Regions from separate parts of the Mus musculus genome. Here region 2 is linked to region 1. Evidence: chromatin contacts called from public Hi-C data. All regions are on one chromosome and are shown on one strand. Each heading gives the region's core, a stretch centred on a gene start, on an enhancer-like site or on the middle of the called end of the contact. The rest is flanking DNA. Distances are from core to core; before and after follow the strand shown.

What was found. A called contact is a pair of places that touch in the nucleus more often than the background predicts.
Region 2: a Hi-C map of bone marrow-derived macrophages shows a contact between it and region 1, with 19 read pairs. The contact joins the promoter of Adamts7 here to the enhancer-like site in region 1. A contact is called at or near these places in 11 of 39 promoter capture datasets (the 3T3-L1 cell line, the HPC-7 cell line, HPC-7-derived erythroid cells and 7 more), 3 of 484 Hi-C or Micro-C datasets (bone marrow-derived macrophages, myocytes and pre-B cells), 4 of 115 datasets of contacts at active chromatin or transcription factors (bone marrow-derived macrophages, embryonic stem cells and stem cell-derived neural progenitor cells) and 2 of 9 other capture datasets (adipose tissue and embryonic stem cells).

What each region holds. Positions count from the first base shown.
Region 1 is chr9:90,429,665-90,432,688 of GRCm38.p6, reverse strand. No RefSeq gene overlaps it. Among named protein-coding and RNA genes, the nearest start is that of Gm39398, 28 kb to the left of the region's middle. Within about 2 kb of position 1,263, at least 32 of the 459 cell types and tissues checked have an H3K27ac peak or open chromatin away from gene starts, as enhancers often do. A contact at or near this core is called in bone marrow-derived macrophages, where this site is marked.
Region 2 is chr9:90,161,700-90,164,848 of GRCm38.p6, reverse strand. Adamts7 (a disintegrin-like and metallopeptidase (reprolysin type) with thrombospondin type 1 motif, 7) reads right to left here and starts at 1,871. Exons shown (of 24, transcript NM_001326351.1): 1 at 1,535-1,871. The coding sequence starts at 1,604.

The sequences.
Region 1 (3,024 bases), core at 14-2,513:
AGGGCCAAAAAATGGGAATGGGTGGGTAGGGGAGTGGGGGGGGGAGAGGGGGGACTTTTGGGATAGCATTGGAAATGTAATTGAGGAAAATATGTAATAAAAAAAAAGAAAGAAAGAATAGGGAACACTGGTGGCGGGGCAGTGTTGATAGTGTCAGGGTACTCTACTGTTTCTTTAATGTCACCTATGGGCTCCACTTACACAGTATTGCAGTAAATAAGCCCCTTATAGCAGAAGTTTTGGGCCTTTAGAAAACTGGGTTCTGTGCTGTATGTCTGCTTATTCCTCTTGATTAGAAAACAGGAGCTTGAGCATCCATTACAGTTGAGCGGACACAGAGGCAACTCCTCTCCCTGTGGTGGCTGGGAAGATCTAAGAAATACTCTTAACCGCTGAGGAAACCACTTCAGTCTTTTGAATATATTTTTAGCAGTAAAAATAAGACAAGAATTGATATAATTTGGATTATGATATATGTTATAATTTTAACTCAGATAAAGATCTAGAGTTAAAGGATACAGTCTCTTTTTATCTATTGAATCTGTTATTGGAAAAGTTTGTACTCAGATGTAATTCATTCTTATGACTCCCGTTACTTCCCCAGCTTACCTTCTTCCCATACCTGACAACGCTCTTTCCTACTAATTTTTCTCCACGTTTATGTTTTCTGGCCCAGTGAGGTTAAGCAGGGCTGTATGTGTGACTGTGGTTTGGGACCTATTCACTGGAGCTGGGTAGACTTATCACGGGATACACAACTGAATCCAGTGGTGTCCTCTCTCCCGGAATCCATCATTAACAATGGCTAATCAGTGATAAGTAGGGCCTCTCAAGCCACTCTATCCATGAGTGATGCTTGGTAAGACCTGTCCTGCACAGGGTCAATACAAGCACTTCAGCTGCAGTAAGTTATACTTTTAAAAAGCCATGTCTTATCTAGAAGAAGAGAACATTCAAAGCCCTTCTCCCCGACTTCCAGTTCTCACATTCTTTCTGACTCCTGTTCTGCAAGGTAGAGATAAAGTATAAAATAATTGACTTTATAAAACAAGAAATTGATCAACAACAAGAGATACGGCAGTCTAATTTTGGTTGTGAAATGAAATCAGATGAAACAAGAGTATAGGACATGAAGGGAAGGAAACATACTAAGGGAAAATGAAGTCTCTGAAAGATTAAGGAAGGACTTTGGGAATCAAAGGATCGCATACATAGCAAAAACTAAAAAGACCACTGAAGAACTTAAAGGGAAATTGTAGTTAACAGGATTAAATTTCTAACAGAGTTTTGACTTCAAAAATATGTTAGGCTCAGTTCTCAAATCAAACACTACGATGTCCAAGTATTTGTTATTGATTTATTTGATTTTTTTAAAAATATTTTCAATCCTTCTTTCTTTATGACTATTGCCTCCTCCTTGCCAGGCTGTTACATTTGAATCACGACTGTCTCTAACTGATTCAGGGCAATTACACTTGAATTATTGTGTAATTTCTGCATTTCATTTCATTCTCCATCAACTTCCCCATAATGTAACTAACTTCCTCTTTCTGAAACTTGCCTAATTAATCTACCCAAGGACTGTGATCCTACAAAACAGAGACAATGAAGAAGTGTCTCCACTCTTTTCATAGCCAAAGATGGCTTCTTCCTGTGGTGAACCATCACTTCCCATGTAATTTAGATCAAACCCACAGTGGCCTCCCTTGCTTACAGTTGGAAATTGCCACACAGACTCCAACTTCTTATTCTGTGACTCACAAGTGATAGTCTAAACTCGTTAAACCCACTGGTCAATCTGAGCAAAAATGTTTACTAAATTCACCAACCCAAAATTTTGTTTGTGATTTTTATCCCATCATCAGTACAGTCAGTATGCAAAGCCTCTCCCAGGATGTGTCTGACCTCAAGGTAAAACATTATCTAGTCAATATTTATGTAGGGCCCTTCTGACCATTCATCTGATTTCTCCACAGTCAATGATGTAAAGTCTTGTTTACTCCTATGGATGGGGGGAAAACTCTTTTCTGCTGTTCCTTGGGACACATGCATTCAAAGATGTAATTAGAAAATTCTTATTATAATAATTTGTATTGCAACAATCTTAAACAAAGTTTTTTTTCCTTAGTCTTTGTTCACTCTTGCTAGATGAATCAAAATTAATCATGTCACCACATCAACCTCAGCTCTCATTAGATTGCATTTGTTTTAATATAAGGGTCATTTTTCCTTGCTTATAAACCATTCCCTAAGCAAGTTATCTTATGGTCTATATACTTCAATCCTATTTTGTTCTACTCTTCAAATCATCTTCATTCAATTATGTGAAATACTTTGATGACATTAAATTTCCATTCCTTCCATCTCTCTTGCTATTTCCTTCCTAAATGGGAACTGTGAATGCAAAAAAGCCAGGAATAACGTGCTTCAAAATCTGAAAGAACTGATGTCAACCTAAAATTTCTGACAATGTACCACATTTTCTGTATCCATTTCTCTGTTGAGGGACATCTGGGTTCTTTCCTGCTTCTGGCTATTATAAATAAGGCTACTATGAACATAGTGAACCATGTGTCCTCATTACAAGTTGGAGCATCTTCTGGGTATATGCCCAGGAGTGGAATTGCTGGATCTTCCAGTAGTACTATGTCCAATTTTCTGAGGAACCACCAAACTGATTTCCAGAGTAGTTGTACCAGCTTGCAATCCCAGCAGCAACAGAGGAATGTTCCTCTTTCTCCACATCCTTGCTAGCATCTGCTGTCACCTGAGTGATTGATCTTAGCCATTCTGACTGGTGTGAGGTGGAATCTCAGGGTTGTTTTGATTTGCATTTCCCTGATGATTAAGGATGTTGAACATTTTTTTAGGTGCTTCTCAGCTATCTGGTATTCTGCAGTTCAGAATTCTTTCTTTAGCTATGTACCCCACTTTTTAATAGGATTTTTTGGTTTATGAAATTCTTAGACAAGTGGATGGATCTGGAGGATATCATCCTAAGTGAGGTAACCAAATCACAAAAGA
Region 2 (3,149 bases), core at 622-3,121, 270 kb after region 1:
CACATCCTCGGAGTCAGAAATTCTGAGACCAGAAACAGGAGGGCCCCATATTACATATCTAGAGGGATTACAGAGACACATGCTCCACACTGGTGGGCAGCAGAGTCTAGATTAGTGAAGAGAGGGTGACTGGCCTGCTGGCACCCCAGGCAACAAATCCAAATAGCAGGACTCATCAAAGACTCATCAAAGAAATCCTATGGCGTTTGTCTAACAGAGTAATAAAGATAATGGCCACTACTTGGCAGTTACTACCCAGTAATAAGCAACTGATCTTCAGTATTTCGGACCTCTTAAAAAACCCTAAAAGGTGGACCTCCCCTGACCACACACACCTTCCAAGGGCCCAGGAGCAAGGGATGTTTCTGCTTTCTCTTTCCACTGCCCCCCTCTGACAGTTCACGCTAATCTTTTAACCTGTTTCCATACCCATAGAAGAACTTTTTATACATGTTGGTTGCCTTGCAGTTCTGATAACAGATTTTGAGAAATAAGAATGTGTTAAGGCTAGGTCCCAGCAGGTACTCACACACTCACACACCCAGACTTCTCGAATGTTACTGTTAGATTAATCCCAAAATGCTGTTCTCCTCGGTGCTTTAAATGTCCCTGGCATCCAGGCCCACAGCTACAGTATCTTGACCAGGATGGCAAATGGCCTAATCAGGCTCAGGGCAGATCTTCCTTGAGGTCACCCCTGCCCCATGCATATTGGTCCAACTCACTCAAGAGTTCATTCATCCCTCCAGTCCCGTCACCCCTGTCATACCCTTGAATCCCTCACCTGCAGATACATAACCAGCCCCCATTTGGCCTGGAGCGTGCTAAACACGGGCTCTGGGGTCTTCCACATCCCTGACTCTCACAGTCCCAGGCCCGCTGCTCCGGACTCTCCAGAAGCGCGCTACAACGCAGGTCGCGGCCAAACAAGAGCCTGGATGCTGGCCAGAGGCTCGTCGGAGGCCGGCCGGCCAGGCGGGGCTGGGAGAGTTAACCCAGGGCGGAGGAAGAAGCTCAGGCTCCCCCATTCCCCTCCCTTGAACACTTGGGGGAGGGGGAAACAGGAAATGCAAAGGCGATGGGGACTCGGACCCCCACGTCCGCCTAGCTGGGAGGAGAGGCGGCGGACCCCGGTAGACCTGCGACCTGGCGCGGTCCCCAGCAGCGTCCTGGCTAGTTTGCTTTCCAGGAGAGTCACCCCGAAGGAGTGTGTAAGAAGCCGTCTCGCGCGAATCGTCCAGCCCACTCGGAGGAGCGCTCTCCTGGGAAAGATGCACTCAGCGCAGCACGCGCGGCAGGGAAGCCGAAGCCCGAAGAGAGTGCAAGCTCACTCCAGTGGCAAGTCCCGGATGCCAGCTGAGTGGACAACTGAAGGATGGCTCCCGGTAGGTGCAGCTTCTCTCAGCTGCCAACACGACCCCAGCTGATCCCTAGTCTCAGAGTAAGCCGGTCCTGCGCGGGGTGCACAGAGAAGCGGCTGGGATTGCAGAAAGGGTGGCAGGGTCAGACGGGTCCCAGAGGCTCAGCCACCCACCTGATGCAGGTCCGAGGACGCGGGACGCCAGAGCGCACAGGATCAGGAGGAGACTCGGACCACGGTGCATGGCCCGGACGGGGTGGCCGCAGGACGACCCCTGTGCACTCCTTCGTCTACGCCGTTGCGTCCCAGCCGGGCCTGGGTCCGACTCAGGACATGCCTGGCTTTAAACTCTTCCCAAGGTCCGGGTCCTGACTCTAGCCGCCGGGCAGCTGCACTCGCTCCTCCGGCAACAAAGACTGCAAGGCCCGCCCCCTCAGCCAGCTGCCGAGGCAAAGAAAGAGAGCGAGAAGCCCAGGAAAAAAAAAAGAAAGAAAGAAAGAAAGAAAGAAAAGGAAGGAGGGAGGGCGGGAGGGGGAGCAGGGCGCCCACCCCCGCCCCGCCCGGCGGGCTCCTGCCCCCGCCCCCACCGGTCTCGCCCCGCCCCCGCCAGGCCTCAGCGCCCTGCGGGCGGGCCACCTCTTGCAGAGCACGGTCCCCACCCTACCAACTCAGGCTCCGGACCGCCCGCAGGGCTACAGACGTCCCCCTGGCGGTGGTGCGCGCCCAGGCCGTCTGTATCCTCCGAGATCTACCCCCCCCCCCGTCCCCTCCCAAAAAAAATCTGGAGTTCTGCAGTTTCTTGTCACTATCTATGCTTCAAGAGACATTCTTGGGTATGCGTCCCAGGCAAAGAATGCCTGCCCTTCAGAGAAAGAAACCTGGAAACCCCCAAGGAACGGAGATGGCACAGCAAGGAGGCACGATCCGGGGGATTCTAGATTTGTGTCCAAAGTCAACCTAGGAGAAAGACTTGGGCCCTTCTAGACTGGGCAGCAGTTCGCTGATTCCTTGCCTCCAGATGCTTTCAGATGTCTGTTTTCCCTGGACTCGGCACAGCGTTCTGCCAACAGCCTAGAGACTCTGGTGGGCCAAGACAGTGGCTACAGACTTTCAGAAGGGACCCTGGTAGCCTGAAAGCCAGCCAACCTTGCTTCATATTCCTAAAAATCTTCTGTCCTTGGTGGCCCTAATCCACATCCCCTTTAGCCTATACTTCCAGGAGCAGACTCAGGAGAACATGCACGCGGGCGCGCGCGGGCGCGCACACACACACACACACACACACACACACACACACACACACACACACACACACACCTTCACTGAGCCTGGTTCTACCCTGACAGTGATGTACTTGTACAATCCTTCTTCTCCCCCTTGGCCACTCTTTGTGCCCACCAAGGTACACAGGGACCCATACGGCTCATTGGCAGTTTCATGGTGTTTCTCCTACCAGAGAGCTCACTTGTATCTCTCTGCTGTCCGGCTCTCTTAGCTCTAGGGAGATGTGTGTAATGCATCGACATCTGCTCTCCTCACAGTCATCCTCAATGTCTCCATCTTAGTTCTTTTAGGTCTTGGTACCACCTGAGGCTGTGACATCCCCTGCAGCGGAGATTGTTGTTGGTTTATTTCGTTTTGTGTCCTCTAGTCCCTTGTCATCTTTCTTCTCTTTACCCTTTGACCTCTTCGGGCTCCATCTTCCCTCTCCCCCCCCACCCCCCCACCTCTGACAGTGGCAGGAACAACAAAGGCTATCCCATCTTCCTGAACATCTCCCACCCAGTGC